Linked DNA regions of Mus musculus: regions 1, 2, 4, 5, 6 and 7 are each linked to region 3. Evidence: chromatin contacts called from public promoter capture Hi-C and targeted proximity ligation data. All regions are on one chromosome and are shown on one strand. The core of a region is the stretch at or near the end of the contact, and the rest is flanking DNA. Distances in the headings are between cores, read along the strand shown. Region 1 holds the start of Slc22a8 (solute carrier family 22 (organic anion transporter), member 8). Region 2 holds the start of 1700023D09Rik (RIKEN cDNA 1700023D09 gene). Region 3 holds the start of Fads2 (fatty acid desaturase 2). Region 4 holds the start of Zbtb3 (zinc finger and BTB domain containing 3). Region 5 holds the start of Snhg1 (small nucleolar RNA host gene 1). Region 6 holds the start of Osbp (oxysterol binding protein). Region 7 holds the start of Mrpl16 (mitochondrial ribosomal protein L16).

The links. Promoter capture Hi-C pulls out the DNA fragments that hold promoters and counts their contacts.
Region 1: a contact with region 3 is called in a promoter capture Hi-C map of pre-B cells, with 2.0 times the contacts expected there. A contact is called at or near these places in 2 of 39 promoter capture datasets (hippocampal neurons and pre-B cells).
Region 2: a contact with region 3 is called in a targeted proximity ligation map of astrocytes, with 2.6 times the contacts expected there. A contact is called at or near these places in 2 of 39 promoter capture datasets (the C10 cell line and frontonasal cranial neural crest) and 2 of 130 datasets of targeted methods (astrocytes and pancreatic cancer cells).
Region 4: a promoter capture Hi-C map of the SN4741 cell line shows a contact between it and region 3, with 6 times the contacts expected there. A contact is called at or near these places in 4 of 39 promoter capture datasets (the SN4741 cell line, cranial neural crest, hippocampal neurons and 1 more) and 2 of 130 datasets of targeted methods (embryonic stem cells and pancreatic cancer cells).
Region 5: a contact with region 3 is called in a promoter capture Hi-C map of pre-B cells, with 2.4 times the contacts expected there. A contact is called at or near these places in 11 of 39 promoter capture datasets (the 3T3-L1 cell line, the C10 cell line, the HPC-7 cell line and 7 more), 1 of 484 Hi-C or Micro-C datasets (B cells), 2 of 130 datasets of targeted methods (embryonic forebrain and large pre-B cells) and 1 of 9 other capture datasets (adipose tissue).
Region 6: a contact with region 3 is called in a promoter capture Hi-C map of pre-B cells, with 4 times the contacts expected there. A contact is called at or near these places in 3 of 39 promoter capture datasets (cranial neural crest, hippocampal neurons and pre-B cells) and 1 of 130 datasets of targeted methods (extraembryonic endoderm stem cells).
Region 7: a contact with region 3 is called in a promoter capture Hi-C map of hippocampal neurons, with 2.8 times the contacts expected there.

The regions. Positions count from the first base shown.
Region 1 is chr19:8,591,390-8,594,490 of GRCm38.p6, reverse strand. It overlaps Slc22a8 (solute carrier family 22 (organic anion transporter), member 8), which reads right to left and starts at 1,309. Exons shown (of 11, transcript NM_001164635.1): 1 at 1,199-1,309; 2 at 252-608. The coding sequence starts at 584.
Region 2 is chr19:8,755,280-8,758,442 of GRCm38.p6, reverse strand. 1700023D09Rik (RIKEN cDNA 1700023D09 gene) reads left to right here and starts at 1,474. Exons shown (of 2, transcript NR_132423.1): 1 at 1,474-1,658. It overlaps Nxf1 (nuclear RNA export factor 1), which reads right to left and starts at 1,340. Exons shown (of 21, transcript NM_016813.2): 1 at 1,184-1,340. The coding sequence starts at 1,211. It overlaps Stx5a (syntaxin 5A), which reads right to left. Exons shown (of 10, transcript NM_019829.4): 10 at 2,801-3,163.
Region 3 is chr19:10,100,183-10,103,053 of GRCm38.p6, reverse strand. It overlaps Fads2 (fatty acid desaturase 2), which reads left to right and starts at 1,551. Exons shown (of 12, transcript NM_019699.2): 1 at 1,551-1,831. The coding sequence starts at 1,625.
Region 4 is chr19:8,801,255-8,804,453 of GRCm38.p6, reverse strand. It overlaps Zbtb3 (zinc finger and BTB domain containing 3), which reads right to left and starts at 1,906. Exons shown (of 2, transcript NM_001098237.2): 1 at 1,769-1,906; 2 at 1-1,480. The coding sequence starts at 1,429.
Region 5 is chr19:8,721,875-8,724,760 of GRCm38.p6, reverse strand. It overlaps Snhg1 (small nucleolar RNA host gene 1), which reads right to left and starts at 1,274. Exons shown (of 10, transcript NR_002896.3): 1 at 1,255-1,274; 2 at 572-620; 3 at 278-358; 4 at 40-89. LOC115489078 (a small nucleolar RNA gene) reads right to left here and starts at 768; the gene lies at 697-768. It overlaps LOC115489084 (a small nucleolar RNA gene), which reads right to left and starts at 510; the gene lies at 436-510. It overlaps LOC115489083 (a small nucleolar RNA gene), which reads right to left and starts at 229; the gene lies at 160-229. It also overlaps a transcript of Slc3a2 not described here.
Region 6 is chr19:11,964,443-11,967,307 of GRCm38.p6, reverse strand. Osbp (oxysterol binding protein) reads right to left here and starts at 1,464. Exons shown (of 14, transcript NM_001033174.1): 1 at 1,012-1,464. The coding sequence starts at 1,367.
Region 7 is chr19:11,768,822-11,771,759 of GRCm38.p6, reverse strand. It overlaps Mrpl16 (mitochondrial ribosomal protein L16), which reads right to left and starts at 1,345. Exons shown (of 4, transcript NM_025606.3): 1 at 1,236-1,345; 2 at 893-958. The coding sequence starts at 1,290.

The DNA.
Region 1 (3,101 bases), core at 60-2,559, 1.5 Mb after region 3:
AGGAGAGACTGTACAGCTCAGCATCACTGGAGCTCAATACCACGCTATAGATTGTTGAAGGAATGCTTGGGCATGAACGAATCAAACCACTCAGTTCTTGTGCATTAGCACTGGGATCCTTCCTCTTTGCCCAGTTCCCATTCTTTCAATCCCAGGAAATCTAGGCCCCTGTGTTTTTTCTATCCACAAGTGCTGCACGGTATATGGAAGTACCTAAGGTGAGGTGGAAGGAGAGAGGGTGCCAGACATACCTCTGTCACAATGGTGTCTCTGGTGCTGTTGTAGATCCAGCCATCCAAGCATGGCTCGGTGGCCCCCTGGGTGTCATTGGGAAGACTGGCGTTTGGCAGATGCACGAAGCGGAGACACTTCTCAGGCTTCCCGTTTGGGCCCAAGGGGAGTACCCAGGGCTCTAGAGAGGCGTTGGGGGGCGGGCGACAGTGGTGGTCAGGGGTGGTGGCTGTGAAGATCTGTAGCAAGTTGTGGTTGGCTATTCCGAGGATTGGGAGGGCCAGCAAGGTCACATGCAGGTACTGGAAGGGGCCCATGCTTCCAACACGGTCCAGAATCTCGGAGAAGGTCATGGCACCAGGCAAGATGAACCAAAACTGTAGGCAAGGCATCAGGCCAAGAAGAGGTGTGTGTATGTGTGTGTGAATTGTATGTAGGCCTGTGGAGCATCATAGAATCACATGCATGAAGATGTACCTAGTTACATGTGTAAAGATTTGGGGTTCTGGTGTGTGGATGCATAAAGATGTACACAGTTGCAGAGAGGGATATGGGATACCAGTGTGGATGCAGTGCTATGTGCACATCTAAACTGCACTCTTGAAGGTCATGTGAATGCAGGCATGTGGCCCTGTGCTTATAGGTCGTAGATGTGTAGGCACAGGGCCACATAGTAGGGACCAAAGGTCCAGATTTGGATGTTGGTTGCCCAGGCGGGGTGTGGGTGAGGGTGAGAGAGAGGATAATACACATTTCCGATTGCTTCATGTGGGCTAAGAAGGATCTGCTCAAGCTCCAAGCCTCCTTGCTGTTCCCTGGGGTGAGTCCCCTGTGCTGGAGTATCAGAAGAATCCAAGTAGGTCCCTGAAGGCTTTAGGGGTTTGACCAATTACAGCGTTACAGTGAGGAAGCCTGGCTTTGGGGTGTTCTTGGGTGCTAGACTTGGGGGTCTTCAATCCCGTCTCACCTGGTGGTTGGAGCTGGATTCAGTTGGGCTGGAGCTGGATGCAGCAGTTGCCCGTGCTCTGTCCTAGGGTCCAGCAGCTGCTGTAGTAGGACAGCTCAGCTCTAACAAGCTGTTTGTGTCTCCCCTGGGGTGCCTTATATAAGGCATAAGCTGTTTCCTGGGCTAATGTTTGACTTTCTTTGGAAGATTAACATCCGGCAGGGGGAATGCTGTGCACCCACCAAGCCCAGCTCTCCTGAAAGGGCTGCCTCAGCCAAGGCTGTTGATAGGGTGGAGAGGGGGCTGGGGAGTGGAGTGTGGCTGAGCCTAGAGGCTGCTTGCTGGACAAAGGGCTTAGTGGCTCAGGGCATGTTTCCTAAGCGAGAATCTGGAAAAGGACTCAGGTCTGCGTGTCCAGAGTGCCTCTGAGCTGATGTTCAGAGGACCTGGAGTGGAGAACAACCAGCAAGAGAGGTGCTCCTGCACATGGGAGGCAGCATTCCTGCAATGGATCATCTTTCATACCCGGCTCCTGAGTAGATTCATGGAGAATGTTAGAACACACTCAGACAGAAAGGCCCAAGCACTGGTCCTTATGGTCTCAGAGGTACCGTGCCTTGGGCTCCTGGAAACACCAGGGCCATCCCTGTCTGAGTCTCAAACACAAGTGACCATCTCCCATCTACCTGTGGACTTATGCCACCGGCTGCTCTTTGGCTTCTCTCTGCAGTCCCAATGGCTTTGCTTATTTCTATGAGTACGGTTTAATTACCTAATAATGTGCATTTCTTGTATAAAACAGAAATTCTAACAAGCCAACACAAACTGAATTAAGTACATTCAGTTTCACCCAAGAGCCAGCTTGGGCAGGGAGTCTTGTGGTTTGTGGTTACTTTTCTCCTACAGACATGTCTAAGACAGGGTCTACCAGTCAGCTGGAAACTTGGTTGACACACTTATGGCAGGCCCTACTGATAGGACTGTCAGTTAGGAAACGGAGAAGTTAAGTAACTAGCTTAGGGTCCCCAGCAGGAAGTAGGTCAGGGGTGTGGCTTCAAGTCCATTTCTGCCCTTAAGCATCTAAACACACATACACAGACACACACAGACACACACACAGACACACACACACAGACACACACACACAGACACACACACACACAGACACACACACACACAGACACACACACACACAGACACACACACAGACACACACACACACACACACACACAGACACACACACACAGACACACACACACACAGACACACACACTCTCCCTCTCCCCTTCCTCCGCCTCTTCCTTCCTCCCTTCCTCTCCCCTCCCTCTCTTCTGCTTCTTCCCTCTCCTCTCCTCTTTGAGTGTTTGAGTCAGGATCTCGCTATATAGTTCAGCCTGGCCTTTAAGCCTCACAGCAGTCCTCAAGCTTTAGACTCCTCTCAGTTGCTAGGATCACCAGCATTCACTTGTGCTTCTGGTGTGAACCAGAGTTTTCTATGAAGTCTGCTTCTTTCTTAGCAAAGTTGCTTAACCTGCACTGCCTTTTAAGTCACAACTGGCTTGCTTTTAGCTGACTATTACCATTTCTGGGACCCCCCCCCCCGGAGATGCCCCATTCCACCTGCAATGCAGGGGAGGTGGGGTGGGGTGGGGTGGGCAGGATCAGAGATGGCCCACTTGGGGTTCTCTGTTTTGTCTGGTTGAGGTTTCCTGTCTCCTGGGCCCTTTTCTTAAAGGTGGCATCCAGCCTCCAAGTTAGGCCTGGGATCCTCCTGCTGAAGTGCCTGCCAGCTCTTCCCTCTACCACAAAGCAAGGTCAGATGACAAACCCTGTTCCAGCCCCTCCTCTTCGCTTACCACCTGGACTCAGCAATTATTGATGTTCTCCGAGTGACCTGAGGCAGGGTGAAATCTGGAGTCATCA
Region 2 (3,163 bases), core at 225-2,724, 1.3 Mb after region 3:
CTACTACACTTGGTTCTATTTATTTTCCTTTTTGCCAGACCTTGAGTTTAACTCTAGGAGCCCAACCCCCCCAAAAAAAAGTAAAAGTCTATGCAATACCGAACTTGGGAAGCTGACACAGGGAGACTGACTGAGGCCAGCCTGGGATACTAGGGCTGACCCTGTAAGGGAGAATTAGCCTTCCCTAGGGATGAATTCCCTAAATGGTTATCCAATCCCAAATGGTAAGCTTTAGAAACAAATATATACACATTAACACTAAATGGGCTCTGCATGTTGGATGAATTTGGGGAGAGAGTTGACAATGGGAATGGCTAGAGAAAGGAGACCAAGTAATTATATTTGAATTAAAATAAAGGTTCATTGGGTAGCTATTTTTCAGGCCTGGATAAATCATCAGTATTACACAAATACAAAAAAGGTATAACTTTCAAAGAAATCCACCTAATATCTAGCATCCTCTAAACAACGATCCTCTCCAAGCAACCCTAGTAAAAAGGAATACATTAAGAGACAGTGAAACTACGGTTCACGGAAGAAAATTCCCACTCCAGTTACTGTGTTCTAGGCACTTGGTAGAAATTATTTCATACGCACACAAACGCACACGCACATGCACACAAACTTGGGAGACAGGTACCCACATGAAAGAGGCGGAAAACAAGGCCTGAAAGTTTAACTCACTCGGGTTTAGTACAGCCAACTCCAGATTCAAACCTCAGCTGTCATAGTGTCCTAACCACCACAATGAATTAACATGTCAGGATAGGTGTTCCGACTAGAAATTTGATAAACAATAAGCAGCAAGCTACAAGAACAGACTGATCGTATCACAAAAAGAAAAAGAAAAATAGGGCACCAGGGTAGCCCACGACCAAGCGACTACTGACTCACATTTAAAGGAAGAGTCGGGCCGCCAAACTGAACTGACAGGCATCAACCACCCTCAAAGTTGAAAGGAATCTTGTCACCCCACCCCTGAGCCACAGGTTCTCCAACGCCTGAATCCGGGCGACTCTGGAGCCCCTGGGTCCCGCGGCGCCCCGCGCCCCCTGCCCGCGCGGCCACCGCTACCTACGGACGTAGGGCTCCTCGCGGCCTCCCGCCCCCGGGCTGAGGCCTAGGCCAGGGCCGCCCACCCCAACCCACCGCGTCGCCTCCCGGCCCGAGGCCCCGCACTGACCGTTGTATGACTTCCCTTCGTCCGCCATGGCACAGGCAGGTACAGGGGCGGGCTCAGGCGCAGAACCTGACGCCACCAAACGCCAAGGAGCCTTAGCGCTCAGGACAGAATCTCTCCTACGACCGGCGCCACCGCATTTATCCGGCGAAGCACGTCGCGCGCCGCCGACGTCCCCAGGATGTGGGCGGTGCCGCGGGACGTGAACGCGCTCTCTGAGCCTGCGCAGAAGCAGGGCGGCCGCTCGGGGGCGTGGCCAGGCCCTCCGAGGCCCGCCCACGGCCGGAGCTCCGGCCGGATGGCCTATCGGCCGGCCCCGCCTTCCTATTTCTTCGCTGGCCCGGTCCCGGAGCTAAACCCTCTGCGTTAGCACTGAACTCAAGAGGAGCAGGGTCGAGGGCTACACACAAGAATGGAGACCTGGCCTCTGAACGGGAGTAACGGCCCACAGTCCCCGCCGGTGGGATCCCGGCAGCGAGTAAGTCGCAGCTCAGTTCCTTGCCAGCCGCTGGCCTATGCCCTCTTAGCTTTTCTCATCTCCACGACGAATTATGACGAAATAGAAAATTGGAATGTAAGCCCCACTGGAGCAGGAACCTTAACTAATGCGAACTTTTCTTCCTCCAGCACAGTATCATGCCCAGTGTGAAACCCAAGTGTGAATTAAACGAAATCCTGTCCTTCGTAGGTTTTTAAATTGACTAATGAAAAAAGGTCTTTTAAATTGACTAATGAAAAAAAAAGTCAAGTCGGGTGTAGTGGAGCAGGTCTTTAAACCCAGCATTTGGAAGGCAGAGGCAGGCAGATCTTTGAGTTTGAGGCCAGTCTTGGCTCTATAGAAATTTCTAGAACAGCCAGAGCTATGTAGAGACCCTTCCTCCAAAAAAAATAAAATAATAAAATAAAATAAAAAAGCTTTAGTCTTACTATCAATACTTTGTCCAGTTCAGAGATAGGGAACACTACATAGACCATCTCAAAACAAAATCAGGGATCTAGTGAGCCTTAAGCCTTGATCTTCACTTCACTCAGTCTGTCATACTGAAGCCTAATTGGTAGACCCAGGTCAGCTAGGTAGGTAGCTAGGGAAAGTTGCTAGTTTTGGGTTTTGTTTCTTGAAACAGGGTTTCTGTGAAACTTGCTTTGTAGACCAAGTTGGCCACAAACTCAAGAAATTCACCTGCTTCCAACTCCCAAGTGTTGACTGAAACTTTAATGTCAAACCCAAGAGCTCTAGGAAACTTTTCTGGTGTGGCTAGGACTATTGCAGCCTTGGATCCAGATGCTGCTGTGGGAGGGGGAAGCAGATGGGGTGCTGGTAGGCATGGAGCATGACTTGATTTGAAGATACAAAACAGGCTCAAACTTATGGGTACTGTCTTGGAAGTTGCCGCCCAATTATGAACCCACTTAGTCCAAAGGAAAACTCTTATGAAGTGCTGCTGTACTTGGCTACTCGCTTCTAGGGGGGAGTTGTGTGTACAGAGCTCCGGAGCTACCCTGCCTATCAGTAGGGGCCCATCAGAGTCACTGACTTAACCCTTTTGGTTCTGGTATTGGGCAGTGGTTAGCTTTTTGCTGAAGTCCCCCCCCCCCCCCCAGAAATGACATCAACACTAGTGAGGCTGACAGTCTTGCTGTAATTGGGAGGAAATAGGCTGCAGCATGTTTGGCATATTGAGAGTCACCAGTAGCCAAAGTCAGGTTTGTGCAGGCAACTGTAGGGCTCAGAGCCCCCTCACCTCACATGGTGAGGAGAAGGCGGCAGTCAAGTTCTAGCTGACCCAGATGATGAAGTTGGTCCCTTGGATACTTCTTGAGGATTCTTGCCTCTCAAGAAGGAAGGGCGTTTTCTCCTCTTGCTGCCAGTTACGTTTGGGGGAGGCTGGTTATAGGCTTATAAAAATCTCAAGGTGGAGACAACCTCCCCCACTGGCCCCTAGCTGGCTTCTGTTCCCAGCCTCTTCACAGCAGAGTCCAAAT
Region 3 (2,871 bases), core at 302-2,801:
ACTTCACTCACTTCTATCTTTTGGGCAGGCCAAACGAACATCTGTTTGGATGTTTGTTTCCTCTCCTCTAAGCCGGAAAAGCTTCACTCAACACTCCTTGAGTCTGGAGTTTGTGGAATGAAGAAAGGCTGCTCCTGATGGATGCCAGGACAGAATGAGAGGAGTATACGATGGGAGGGACTATGGGAATGTATTACCCCCTGCACCAGGTACTTCCTTTGGACCAGTGTCATGTGGAGCTAGGGAGCCCAAAGTCTTGAAAGGGTCATGGAAGAGGCCAAACAGGGCCACTAGCTAAGCATGTATGTCTTGACCATTTTATCTCTCTTACCCTCAGACTCTTCATTTTGAAGTTAGCTATAACAATATCATAGGATTGTGGTGAGACTTTAGCGAATAGGGCCTTTCTTCCTACTATACTCCCTTGGTATCAGTGTCTCTCTTGCCTGCAAGTGGTGTACTACTGTCAAATCAATCGCGGGCTTTTATTGCTTTCATGTTTCCCAACCAGGCTTGTGAACTCTTTCTCAGTCGAAGACAAGAAAGGTGTCCAGTTTATCCTGGCACCCTCCCCAGAAGCCACTCCCGCGGCACTTAGCACGAGGAAGAAAGCAGAGATTCCACCGTTCTTTTCCAAGATGACCAAGTTGAAAGGATTCAGAGCCCTGGTTAAACAGAGACCCACTCCTGGCTCCTTTCTCTAGGAAGGTTTCAGGAAAGCAATAAACAATATGGATCTCTTAGACAATGTGAGATACAGGAGACTTGAGTCCCATCTAGCCAGGCAGAAATATCACCTAGTCATGACAGCCCAGGAGGGGGCCTTGTTTAGCCGGAGGCCGAGCGTTGTTCACCATAACCGCTGCGCCTCCTTTGTGCGAGCATCAGGTGCAAATCCCCGGCCGAGCGCGTTGGCGCTCTGAAGCGCGCAAAGAAAAGCCCAGCTGCCGCCCCCGCCCCCCCCCCCGCCCCCCGCTCTCCCCTCCCAGCTTCTCAGAGATCTACTCCCGCTTCCCCGGCTCCAGGCAGCGAAGGGAGGAGGAGGAGGTCAGACACGTCGCCGACCGCCCAGCAGGGCTTAACTCCATGCGGGCGGGCGCGAGGGAGGGGGAAGCCGCGGACCCGCCGCTCCAGCCCGCTGGCCTTCGAAAGATCCTCCTGGGCCAATGGCAGGCGGGGCGACGAGCCCTGATTGGTGCAGGCGCTCTGCTGATCACTGTGGAAACCCGGGTGGCGGGGAACTCGGGAGGATGCGGAGCCGGGAACGGGGGGAGCCAGAGGGGTGGGGGGAGGAGGCAGCGAGGCCCTGAGCTATCCTGGAGTTTTCACCGGAGGCAAAAGTCCACAGCAGGCGGGCCTAGGGTGGGCGGAGGAAGGGGACCGCTTGGGGGCACTGGGAAGCCAGGGGTACTCCTGAGGGAAGGCAGGGGTACTGGCTAGCTAGTGAAGGCGAGGAGGAGCGAAAGCGAGGGGAGGAGGCACGGTGGGAGGAGGAGTAGAAGACAAAAGCCGAAAGCGAGGAGGGCGCCGACCGCACACTGCGGCCAGGAGAGGGACCGTCGGTGTTGCGAGCCGCGGGCGCCCGGAGGCCGTAGCGCACGGGGCATCCGGGTAGACTGGCAGCATGGGGAAGGGAGGTAACCAGGGAGAGGGGAGCACCGAGCGCCAGGCTCCGATGCCCACCTTCCGTTGGGAGGAGATTCAGAAGCACAACCTGCGCACCGACCGGTGGCTCGTCATCGACCGCAAGGTCTACAACGTTACCAAATGGTCCCAGCGGCACCCGGGGGGCCACCGTGTCATCGGACACTATTCGGGAGAAGATGCTACGGTAAGAGTCTGGGGGTGCCAGCCACTCTTGTCTGCTGCAGGCTGGTGTCAGGAGCCCGGGGTCCCTGGGCGCCAAACAGATCCCCGGTTCTTAAAGGAGCGCAGGACGTTCAGCAGGGAAAGAAAGTGTACCAACTGCCCTCACCTCCCTCCTGGAATCGTTCTCCTCTGGGTCAACTGGGCAGACTTTGGCCGAGCCTTTTGGACGCCAGGCCTTAGCACCTCTGTGGAAGTCCCATCAGTGGTAAACTGTGCCCGGTGCATGTTCACAGCGCATACTGCGCGCTGTTCCAGCCGGAGCCTGGGACTCTCCAAAGGGGGCGCTCCAGCCTTCGTGTTCGGCGCTCCCCAAGTGGAAGATGGCCACCCTTGGGCGCCGGGGAGAGGAGCCTGAGAGCGGGCAGCCATATGTGGGACTCTCCTGCCAGACCAGGGGGCGGAGAAGGAAAGCTGGTTCCTGGCCAGGACTCGCTCCTGCTTGGACTCCTGTCTAAGAAGGTCCACAATGGCTGCCCGACAGAGACTTCCTAGTAGTTCAGATTCCCACGCTCCCGAGGATTATCCCGACTCACTCCAAGTGCCAGCCTTCTGGGAAATCCTGGTGGGGAATTGGTGGAAGGCGAACGGGCTGGATTTTGCAAAATTCAGGTCCGCAGGGGATCTAGAAGGTGAATCTAAGACTGGCTTGGCAACAGGTCCATCTGCCTCTGGGGTTACTATCGGACATTCAACTCAATGGCCCTCTGTTTTTAGATCCTGCCAGGATCACCCTTCCCCTCTTGCACTCATGGAGGTTGTTGAAGTCTCTGAGACCTCTGTGGAACGGAGGCTATCCTATATTGCACAGTACCCCATACCGTGCCTGGCCCCACCCCCAACCATAAAGTGATTGTGTAGTCAGGTGGGTAAGAGGAGAAACAAAGTCAAAGAGGAAAGCCAGACCTTTCTTGGCACCTTTCTTGGTGGGCTGAAAGCAGAGGAAAAGATGTAGCTGGAGAGAGCTTGGGAAAGACGAGTGGGAGGAGGCTGAGAAGAGGGATA
Region 4 (3,199 bases), core at 657-3,156, 1.3 Mb after region 3:
TGCGTTTGGCCAGGTCCTCATTGTGAGCCTTGCGGATGTGGCGGTAGAGGTCCCCTGACTGTGTGTAGCTTCGTAGGCAATAGCGGCACTCATAGGGCCGCTCACGTGTGTGCACTGTGGCATGTCGCCTTAGTGTATAAGAACATGAGAAGGTCTTTCCACAAGTCTTGCAGGTGGGAACATCCTCTGTAAAATTTCCAAAGCTCCCTTGGGCTGCTTCATACTCAGGAGGAGGGTAGAGTGGTTCATGCAGGGCTGCTGGTGCAGGCAGGGGTGAGGTTACCAGCCCTCGATGATACTGCCCTGGACCTGGCAGCAGATGGTATGGTAGATGAGATTCCGGAGGCAGGAAGTGGTCACTTGGCCCCACCTCCTCTAGTCCTGTTGCCCCTGGCTCCTCAAAAGCCTCTGCCTGTGAGGGCTGTCCCCCATACACTGCTCCTCCAGGTGGGAACAGCCCTTCAGATCTGTGGGGCTGTTCCTCTGACAAGTCAGCCTCCTCATCAGAGATCACAATAGCTTCTACTTTTACCTGGACCAGTTCAGCTTCAACTGGGGCTGGAGCCTGGGATAGAACTGGGGCTGGCGCTGGGGGTGGGGCTGGAGCTGGGGGATAGAAGCCTTGCAATGGTCCTCCAGTATCCCTTGGTTCCACCACCCTCAGACTCTCAGGAACCACATCAAGAGGAGTCAAGGGCTCCACCGAAACTCCTGGAAGGCCAGAAGAGAAGTAGTTTACAGGAATGGTCTCTGTAGAGCTACTTGGGCTGGCAAGAGAGACGGAGACATCAGCCACTGGTGGAGGAGGTGCCCGAAGATGTGATGAGTCAACTTCCATGCTTGGTTGTGTAGTGTCTGCCCCCCCAGATACTGGTGGCTCATCTGCAGGATGAGCAATGGGTAAGGGAGTGGCTGGACCCTTCCATTCCTCTTTGTTCCAGCGGGCTGACGGTTCAACAGATGCCAGTAAAGGCTGTGGGCCTCGAGAACTGCCTGACAAAAACTCCAGACTAGCAGGATTGGTTTCCTCTTCCTTCTTGGTACTGTCTGCCTCTGCCAGAGCTCGGGCCTGCAATCGTTGCTTACAAACCTTAACAATGTCATTCATGTGCAAGTAGCTGGCAGCTGCCAGCACATCTTCTAGAGGAGTATCTCCCCTAAGGGCCAGCTGGCCAGCATACATAAAGTCCAAAAGCAACCCAAAGGCTGGGGCCGTGACAATCTCATTGTGAATACACACCAGGTCCCTCTTGTCCAATTCCCGCTCCTTGTAGAAAAGCTGAAAGAATGGGCTGCAGGAGGCCAGCACAGCCCGATGGGCCAAGAACTGGGTACTACCAACCATCACAGTGCAGTCACAAAGGAAACCCTGGGACCGTTGCTCCCGCAGGCTCTGAAGCAGCTGCTGACTGTGTTCTGGGAACTCCATAGCACCCCAAGGAGGGAAGGGTGCCCAAGAGAGTTCCCTACCACTGACTCCCTGGGAAGAAAGGACAGTAAATTAGGTAACTTCCATAGCAACCTCCACATCAGCCCTTAAATAGAGCTGACCACCCAAGGCCTCTGGCAACATGCTGTCCCCCACCCCCAACCATGTTTCAGTTAACTGCCCTTCTTTTTCCACTATCCCACCCAAAGACCTGTTGGCTCCGCCCCCTGAGCCTAACCTTAGGAATCGTCCCCGCCCCTATTCGAAAAAAAGCCCTGCCCCCGGAAGTCCCGCCCCCTAAGCAGCCTGTGCTTCCTCGATTCTCAGCCGGTGCCTTACAATGAGTCCTCCAACTAGGACTGTCTTTTGCGCCCAAGCTTTCCCGGGTGATGCCTTCACGCCCCAGACCCGGAACTTCCTGCGCTTTTCCCTCTCGAACTCCAAGGCTAAGGACTCCCAACGTAGGAACTAGCAGAGAAAGCTGAGCCCTCACCCACGACCTAGCAGCTACTAGGAGAGCTCCGCCTCTTCCCACCTCCGCTATCTTAATTGGCTCAAGCTTGCCCTCTCTTGTTGTGGATTGGCTCACTGTGAGCTACCCCGCCCCTCGATAACCGGCTTCTCCAAATGGGCAATCCCTGCCATTGCTCAGGCGTCGAGGCTCACAATTGGTTGTTGCTCCTGTCCTAAACTTTTCTTCCTCATCCCGCCTTCCCTCAGAGACCTCAGGATTGGCTGAACTTATTCATCTGTTTCCCATAGGGAAATTACCCGCCTGGGTGGGGCGAGGTTGGCAGTAACGCAGTGTATTCGGGAGTATACAGCCTGTTTCTGCTGCGGACTACCTAGAAGGAGAACTATAACAAAATGGTGTGATAACCTGTAGGCCCACGTCTAGACCAAGCTCTGCCGAAACAGTGGGCAGTAAGCCACACCTCCCAAAAGTGCAGTTCACTCTTGCAGATCTGGTCCTCGAAAATTACAGGATGCGCCACTAGTTCAGGCTCAGTAGTGGTGTTAGTAACTACCTCTAACTCTATGAAGATGATGGACTGTTCTCTAGGCAAGCCCTAGTAAGGACAGAAATGGGACAGAGTCTAAGGATATCTGTGTTGTTAAAATCTTTTCCCTGAGGGGGGCTGCGATCGGAATGTAAAGTCAATAAGTAGAGAAAACAAAACAAAACAAAAAACTCTTCTGTAAGGTCCCAATGATAAACCAAGGTACTATGCCACTAGTACCTTGGGCCCCTGAGAACTTATTGGCCTTTCTTACAGAGCCTAGGTGAGGGGTTACTTACAGGAGTGTGGGTGAGCCACTTCAGAAGTCCCTGGCTAAAGGGTTTACCCAGCATAATGTTCCTGTAGCCATATAGATGGAGCTCCCTCCCTAAGTCATTCTCCACCTATAGAATTCTGGGTATATATATATATATATATATATATATATATATATATATATATATATATATATATATATATATATATATATATGTATATCAATCAGGTAATATATGTAATATATATATTACACACACACCCAGCCCTGGAGATCCTGGGGTCATGTGCAATTAGGGAACTGGTTGAGGGAAGTGACTGGATACTCAAGTGAGGGTCTCATGACCCTCCACAGCCCCTCATCCTATAAGGGAAAGTCAACAGTCAGCAAGCACAGCTGAGGTGGTCTTCTGCCTGCAGACCCAGCTAAAGTTCTGAGGAGGATGGTAGTTTGCCTCCAAAGATAGTCCTGTTTGGTCCCATAATACACATG
Region 5 (2,886 bases), core at 25-2,524, 1.4 Mb after region 3:
TTTCCCTAGGGAAACCCTAAGCTCTACTTGGACAATTACCTGCACTCATCCTGGGAGGTAGCTCGAACTCTTCATGTTGTCACAGCACCCTGGAAACAGAGAAACAATGTCATTTTTAAATGTAATCACAGCCACCTCAGCACCTTCTTTCTTCAGCCCATTTCAGTAGTAAGATGACATCATTGCAACTCAGCCATATGCTTGTCATTTACATTGTTCATCATTAAGTGGCCATCTAAATATGTTCCCTAAGGAAGCACCAACCATCAATACCTACCTGACTACAAGCAAAACGTGTTATTTGTAAAATTGAACAGGCCTGGCTCCAAAGTGTAAAGGGCTTTGAGATGAACCACATCTAGAACAGAAAAAAAAAACCCCAAACTTCAATAAAAGACTTTATGCCAAACAATCCAAATACCTGCCACAGATTGTGCTACTCAGAGAATTTTTGTTTTCTCCACTAAACCATCAGAAAGAGAGAGTTCAGTTTTCATATCATCCCCGTAGCACACACACAACTTATACTCAACAACCAAAAAAATCTGGTAAAACCATTAACACTACTTACTCTGAAAAGAGAGCGTACACCCATCCTTTTGTAAGGTGGCACCTCAAACCTGTAGAGAAGTTAGCATCGGGTTACTTCTACACCAAGAAATCTCTAAAGGATGAGAAGGCTGTGATGTAGGGCCAGCCTCCTCAGAGTTACTTATCCTCACAGATATATCAGTACAGGTCTGTGAAAAGGTCCTCATCATAGGGGGTGGCCTTGCACTGCCGCCACCATTTTGTCCTTCACAAAATCCTGTCATCTTTAGGTCTTGAATGCCCTAACATGGTCTCCCCGCTAAGACTACGGAACAGATTACCAAAGTCCACATTTATTAACGCTGCCCACGAGGGTCTTTTAAATCACCAGAAATAAACATTACGTAAGAAAATACAGGCGGCGGTTCACAACAGTGACAGATAGGTGTTTGTGATAAAAGCCAGCCGCAGTTATAGGAAAGCTGATTAAGAGAAAGACAAGAGCCAGGCGTGGTGGCGCACGACTTTAATCGCAGCACTCGGGTGGCAGAGGCAGGCGGATTTTAGTTCGAGGCCACCCTGGTCTATAAAGTGAGTTTCAGCAGGACAGCCAGGACTATACAGAGAAACCCTGTCTCGAAAAACCAAAAAAAAAAAAAAAAAGAGAAAGACAAGAAAAAAACAAAGTGAAAACTACAGCACATAAAGACGTAGAGTACTTACCCCGAACAAGGAAAAATGAGGCCGACAAGAACAACGTGTGGCCTATAAATAGCATCTCGCAAAGGCCCACGGGATTTGGAGGTGGGACTAGGACTCACGCAGGCGCTAAGGTAAGCGGTGTGCGAGCCGGAGGAATTGTGGGTAGAGGAATCCGCCCAAAGGGGCGTGCGGAGAGCTCCGCCTCTGATTTTGCAGCGCGAAAAAGAGGCGCAGGCGCTTTAGGGGAGTGCGACGCTACGCCTTTGGCGCTGCGGCTAGGCGGTTCTTACTCACTGCGGGTAAAACGTCATCGCTGGAGATTTTGGTTCGCGACCCATACAGCTCGACTGTCTGGGTCACAACTACCAATATCCATACGTTGAGGCGATTTCTCACCCTCACTCACGCTAAGCCGCGTGTTGATCCATCTCTATGGATCCTGAACCTACTGAACACTCCACCGACGGTGTCTCGGTTCCCCGCCAGCCGCCCAGCGCGCAGACGGGGCTTGATGTCCAGGTTGTCAGCGCAGCGGGCGACTCAGGTACTGGGCCCTGGGCTGAGCTCGGTTGGATTTTCGCTTCCTTGCATGAAGCCTTTTAGGGAAACCCAGTCGGGACTAGAAGCCCTACGTCATTCTGGAGACCGATTTTTGTGTTTTGCTTCCTGGTCTATTTTCGCCATGTTCTTGGCCCGGATTGAATGAAGTAGGGCCAGCATTTAGATGTCATTTATGGAGCATGTTGCATGTTTTGTTTTTAGCAGTGCTATAGATTAAAGCTGCTGCTATGTGCATGTGTAGATAAGTGCTATACTACTGAGGCTGACAATTCTCCACACAACTGGGCTTACCGTTTAAAGCACCCAATATGAGTTAATATTCCACACTCCTAAAAGTTAGGGATAACCCTCATTTTATGCATGGGTGGTCTTAGATATAAAGAGCTCTGGGGGGAACAATCATTAGAATTTACCAGTTTTCTAAGTCGCAGCTATAGACTGGTTATTGAGAGTGTGCAGTAGCATTATAGTCATATGCATATAGCAAACATCTATATGCAGAAGCTTGCCTTTCGAACAATTATCATTACTCTCATACTAATTGCTCTTCTGCATGACCTCACTTAATAATCCAAGTTGGAAGGTGGTAAGGTACAGTTATGGGTGAGAAGCTCGGGTCCCAGAGAGGTTAAGTCATTTGCTGACTGTTACCCAGATAAACAGTATCAGATCCAAGGTATAAATCCAGGCAGCCTGATTTCAAAATCAGCACTTGCAGAAGACCCTGGTTCAATTCCCAGCTAGTAGCCATCTGCAGTTCCAGTTCCAAGGGATCCAGTACCCACTTCTGGCCTCCATGGGCACCTGACACACACGTGGTACATACACATCTAAAGTTTAATTAAGAAAAAATAATGCTGGGCATGTTGATTCATGCCTTTAGTCCCGCCCTAGGGATGCAGGCTCAGGAGGAGTTTGAGGAGCTCAGCGGCTCAGCATGTACCACATAATGAGTTCTTGTCAGCCAGGGCTACATAGTTGAAACCCTGTCTCAAAAAAGAAAAAAAAAGTATTTTAATTTTTGTCTTTTTTTTTTTGGCTTTTCGAGACAGGGTTTCTCTGTATAGCCCTGGCTGTCCTGGAACTCACTTT
Region 6 (2,865 bases), core at 215-2,714, 1.9 Mb before region 3:
GCATGCTGAGTCTGCTTTCTTGTCAAGAACATGGGAACATGTCCTAACTCCCAGGGAGATAGGAGATCTATGCGCACTAAATGAACAGTTGCATGTAAGACATCCAGCCACAATGCAAGGCTGTTGGGAAAGCTTATAACCTGTCCTCCAATCACCTCTCAACACCTCTGTCTAGTAATATAAGCCCCGAAGTGTGACATGTTATGACCATGCTATGAGTCACAGTAAGTATACATTAACCATACCAAAATAAGCACTGTGAAACCTTAACAATCATTTCAAAAACATGTGTTCTTCCTTTAATAAAACTTAATCTTAAATAAAACTAAAAGGTGCACGGTGACTGCTGGATAAGACAGTCATTCCCATGGGAAGAGGTGGGGCAGGCAAAAGTAAAAGCTATGGTAGAGTACACATCTCTATTGTGGACTGTCTAGACCGAGAAAGTACGCGCATGCTTGAAGAGGTAAGACATATGGTGGACAGAATCCCAAAGTCTCCCTGTGTGTGGTATTCTGATGTCGGAATGTGTATTCTGAGTAGACATGGGCAGGTATATCAAGGGTGTATCAGAAACATTAAATTTTAGAGACTAGAGCACAAAAAGTTAGGAGTTGTAACTTCCACTGTAAGTTCCTGAGGGACAGTGCCCGGGCTCGCGCTGTCTGTGCCCCTCCAGCTTCACAACAGTGCCTTACTTGCAGAATTAGCGATTGCACCCACGTGGTAGCGGAAATACAATGGCAGAGCAGATGCTCTCCAAACAATTGCTGACAGGAAAGACCCAGGGATGGAGGCAGATGAGGCACTAGGGGCGGGTGACAGCGGAGACAAGAGCAGTGTGTCAAATCTGCAGGTTCTGACTTCTGCAAGCTGTCAACCTGTGCAGGTGACAGACAGCGACCCAGGGCGACCTTGGCAGTGAAGCCAGCCGGCGGAGAGTGACAGCGCGGGTCTGTGGGCTGCACAGGGGGGGAGGCCAGGTGAGCGTGGCGCCCCGGAAGCAGTTACCTGTAGTAGCTTAGGAGCCCGTTGCTCAGCACGAACCATCGCCGCTGGTAGCCTTTGATGTAATTGGTCCATTTGAAGAGCCAGCCCTCTCTAGCCGAGCCCGAGCCCCCGGCGCCCGAACCGCCCGAGCCCGCGGCTGGCGGTGCAGAGCCCGGGCCGCCTGCCGCCACTCCTCCGGCCCCGGGGCCCGGGCCGCCCGCCGTCGCCGCCGTCGCGGCCGCCACCCCGGGGCCGGGCCCCGCGTCCCCGCGTCCGCCGCCGCCTCCCACCGCGGGTGGACCCGCGCCGCCGCCGCCCGGAGCCGCGATGGCTGCCGGGCCCGGCCCCACCACTCCTCTCAGCTCGGTCGCCGCCATGAGCCGCCGCCGCCCGGAGAGACACGACCGGAACCGCCTACGAGCTCCGCCGCCGCCGCCCGGAGCGCCCAACACGGCTAGCGCTTCAGCCGCCGCCGCGCAGCGTCCCCGCCCCGCCAGCCCCGCCGCGGGAAGGAGGGCTCGACTGCCGGGAAGGAGGGCGGCGATTGGTGCCGCCAAGTGTCACTTGCGGAAGACCCCGCGGACATTGGCATTTCTCTCGGGCCTGTCATGCTACTCCGCCCAGTGAGAAGCTCAAGGCGCGACGCGTCCTCCAGGCCTGCTTTCGATTGGCTAACAGGAAAGCCAATCAGGCAGGGCTACAAAATCATTGGTGGCTTTCCGAAGTCCGAGGACGGGAGAATGCAGAGCTCACGGCCGGTTTGGCCTCCGAATGGCTAGTACTTCCGTCAGTCATTACAGTTTATGCTTCTGTCATTGCCACGTCACCCCCGCCCATCGCGCTGCCCTTCATCCTCTTCCGCCCTTACGGATTGGTGGTTGATATCAGCTGCTCAAACCTTTCTACCAATTACTGAATGCATTGAAGTAAATGGGGCAGAGTCCAGCCTTCACATACTCATTCTTATTTTTTATTGGCTGACACCTATGTCTTTCACCTGTCGGTGGAGAGGCAGGGCTATGATTGGAGATGATTGGTTCTGGACATTGTCAGTGAAAGCTGCAGTTGGCCGAGATAGCAAATAAATTCATGGATGCACAAGTGGGCAGGCACGTTTGCAGCTTTAAGGAAGTGATGGGTCTCTATAAATGCTCTTGATGTGGGTGTGCTGTGGAATTCCCTCCTTCTCAATTGAGACTTGCAGATGGCCTTAATAAAGAGAGATGGATGGTTCCTGGGTCTCCTAGGGATTCCGTTTTCATATCCTGCTTCCGGAAGAACCCAGAGAGAGCTTCCTCGGCCCCCTCCTGGACTCACGACTCCTCCAATCCTCACCCCATTCCCTTTCCTGGTCTACCCTCTGTCTCTTCACTCTAGATTCTAATACACTTCTATTAATTCTGACCATCTAGTTGCCGACCTTATTTACGGGGAGAATAGATTGGCAAAGACCTACTACCTACCTTTATATCTCTTTTCCAAATCTAAAGGCCCTTGTTAGGTTTAGTGTGGTAAAAACACAATTAATTCTCTTGTTTATTGCTAGGGTTTTGTTTTGAACTGGGTGTTGAATGATTAGATTTGATCAGCTTAATTACAGCTGTGTTAGAGGTCACAAATTTCAGTAACTAGTCCAGCATTGAGCTGTTGTGAACTATTATTACAAAAATAGCCAAAACCTGCATTTTGGGGAATCTAACACCTATTACAGTGTAGCAGTTTTTGACCTGGCAGTAGGAATAGGGTTTAACTTTTATTTATTCATTTCTTCTGATTTGTGTGTGTGTGTGTGTGTGTGTGTGTGTGTACACCTAAGTGCAGGTACTTGTGGATGCCAGCAGAGGGCATAAAATCCCCTGGAGCTGGAACTAAAGT
Region 7 (2,938 bases), core at 96-2,595, 1.7 Mb before region 3:
AACCTTCTGTTGTATTTTTCTTGGTAAACTTACAAAGTAGGATTTTTCTTGTCACTATCCTCTATATGACATCCTGGGGAAAACAACTGTGACTCAAAAAAAAAATTAAATATGAGAAAGAATGGCTCCATGATAGAATAAACAAAACAGGAAGCCTCAAAGGGCCATCAGATCATTAATGGAATAATAAAGTTGCTGTTCCAAGTTACAAAAACTACTCTCCCTTCACTGACTTCTATGGGCAGCTACTGTGAGACCTGGTAATACGTTCTTACATCTGCAAGTTAGTATGCACTTCTAAGCACACACAGCACCTTATTTATCAAAAATGTTAGGAGTGTTTTGTCTGCATGTATTAATGTGCAGAAGAGGATGTAGGAACCCCTGAAGCTGGAGTCCCAGATGGTTATGAACAATCTTGTGGGTTCTGAGAATTGAACCTGGGTTCTCTGCAAGAGCAACAAGTGTTATTAACTGCTGAGCCATTGCTCCAGCCCACACAGTAGTTTAACAGTTATGTGCCGAAGACCCTCAGATGTCTAGGCCATTTGCAGTTTTGGAGATTTTAGTACATTAAAAAGTTAGATGTACAGGACTGCAGAGCACCTGGCTACTATTGCTAAGTGTCTGCATATCTGTACTATTATTTAGAAGATAAAAAAATCTGATATATGCCCAGTTAGTGCTGACTGGGTAGATCATGGGCCACACATCAGTGGTAGGATGCCTGGGAACTAGCCCAATAGTTATCTGCTTTGCAACATCGAGGGACTTCGCTGCAGTTTGCCTTCCTTACATATATCTGTTGAATCACTCAACGGAGGGAGGAAGCACAAACACACCTTCGATGCCTTTTCTCAGAGAAAAATAAGTGGAAATGACAGGTACTCACTTTCAAAAGTTGGAACTGGGAGGAGCGTCTTCAGACCAGCACTGGTGGGAAGGGCTGCCCAAGAATCTACAATGACAAATCAAACCATTACTGTTACACTCTGATCACTCCTGACAGAGGTGTCTAGAAGCACGGGGGTACGAGTTCCACTAAATGGGCTTCCAAGGAAGCAACTAGGCTCACGGAGCACCGTCTCCCGCACATGACCAGGACCCAGGCCTCCGCATAGTGGAGGTGGAAGAAGTAAGGAAAGCGCAGGACCTATCGCAGTAAGCATAGACTTTGGAATGTGGGGAGGAAGATCGGGGAAATGCCTTTTTAAAAGATGAAACAGGTTTCTGACCTGAAAAGTGCATCCGCAGGAGCGGCGCGGGGACGCGCGTCAACAGCCTCCACATGGCCACGCGTGTGCTGCCGGGTCAGGTTTCTCTCAACTACAACAGTGGCTTTTCCCAGTTCAGAGCTTTGCCGGCCCGCGGACACAAGACAGGAAGTGACGTCATCCTGTCCCACCTTTTATAGAGTCCTGACGGAAGTAGAGGAAACTTCCAGCACCTGGTTCTGGAGCAGGTTATCTGCGGGTTAAAGGTCCCACAGGCCAAGCCACGCCCGAGGTGTTTCAAGTTTCCGCGAGGGTCTTCTCAGTTTTTTTCTGTTTAGTGACAGCTCTGGGTTTTCTCCTTGGTGTAGAAAGCTGCGAAAGCCCGAGGTTTTGTAAGAAGTTGTTCCCTTAACTTTCCGTACATTTATGTCTCTTCTCTAGGGACATAGAAAGATGCTATTGATTTGTCATTGGCTTATTTACTGTGCGCTTGCTGAGTTTGGTCTTGACAAATCTATCAAAAGAGCTGTAGCTGGAGTTTTCAAGGTAAAAGCACTGGCTTGGGCATTCCCAACCGGCTGGGTTCGATCACCTGTCCTTTTACTTTTATAATTAAAAAAAAAAAAGATTTATTTATTTATTATATATAAGTACACTGTAGCTGTCCTCAGACACACCAGAAGAGGGCATCAGATCTCATTACAGATGGTTGTGAGCTACCATGTGGTTTCTGGGATTTGAACTCAAAACCTCTGGAAGAGCAGTCAGTGCTCTTAACCGCTGAGCCATCTCTGCAGTCCCACCTGTCCTTAATATGCTAATTAAAAGAAAGTAACCTCGAAAAGCCATTAATTTAAGGTAGCTTCATTTGAAATAATAAATGATGGACTCCAATGACCATTCAAGATCATTTTCATGGCCCTGATATGAGCTTTAAGCTATTTATTTATTTATTTATTTATTTGAGACAAAATCTCTATGTAGTTCTGGCTGTTCTAGAACTCACTATGTAGATAGGCTGGCCTCGAACTCACAGAGATCTGTCTGCCTCAGCCTACACAGTGTGGGATTAAAGGCATGTACCACCACACCTGGCACCTTTAAGTTTAACTAGTGGACAAACTGGGGCATCGAGTGGGGAGTCCGCTAAAAAGTATGCATAATTAAGCAGTCCTGGTCTAGGCTGATCATTGCTTCAGTTTTGGTTTGGTATGGTGGTCATCTCAAGCTGGCATAGATTAACAGGATTAATTTGTTTCTATAAATGATCAGTTTGGTTTCAAGATTTAGCCTTGTCTTCACAGAAGAGGGGTAATGTTCTGTCTTCAAAGTTTTTCCTTTAAGAAATCCAAGAGAAGGAGCTGGAGGGATGGCTGGGTCGTTAAGGGGATTGGCTGCTCTAGTGAATGGACCACACCATAATTTAATAAGGAAGGGAAATGAAATAATGTATAATTATCCTTTTGGAAATGTTGGACATATAATTTTTCCTGAGGCTGGAGCTTTGTAGTGATTAGAACAAGAGGATTTGTATCTAAGCTTTTAGGAGACAGATGAAATTAGCAAATGAGACTGATGTCTGTTGTGTTTAAATCATGTTAAATCTGTGTGCTCTTAAGAATTAATTTCACAAGCAGTAAGTACAGCCTTCAATGCTTGTGGATAAGATATACTGGGGAAATTGCTTACAAATCTATTCACCTGTGCAATACATCTGCTTCCCA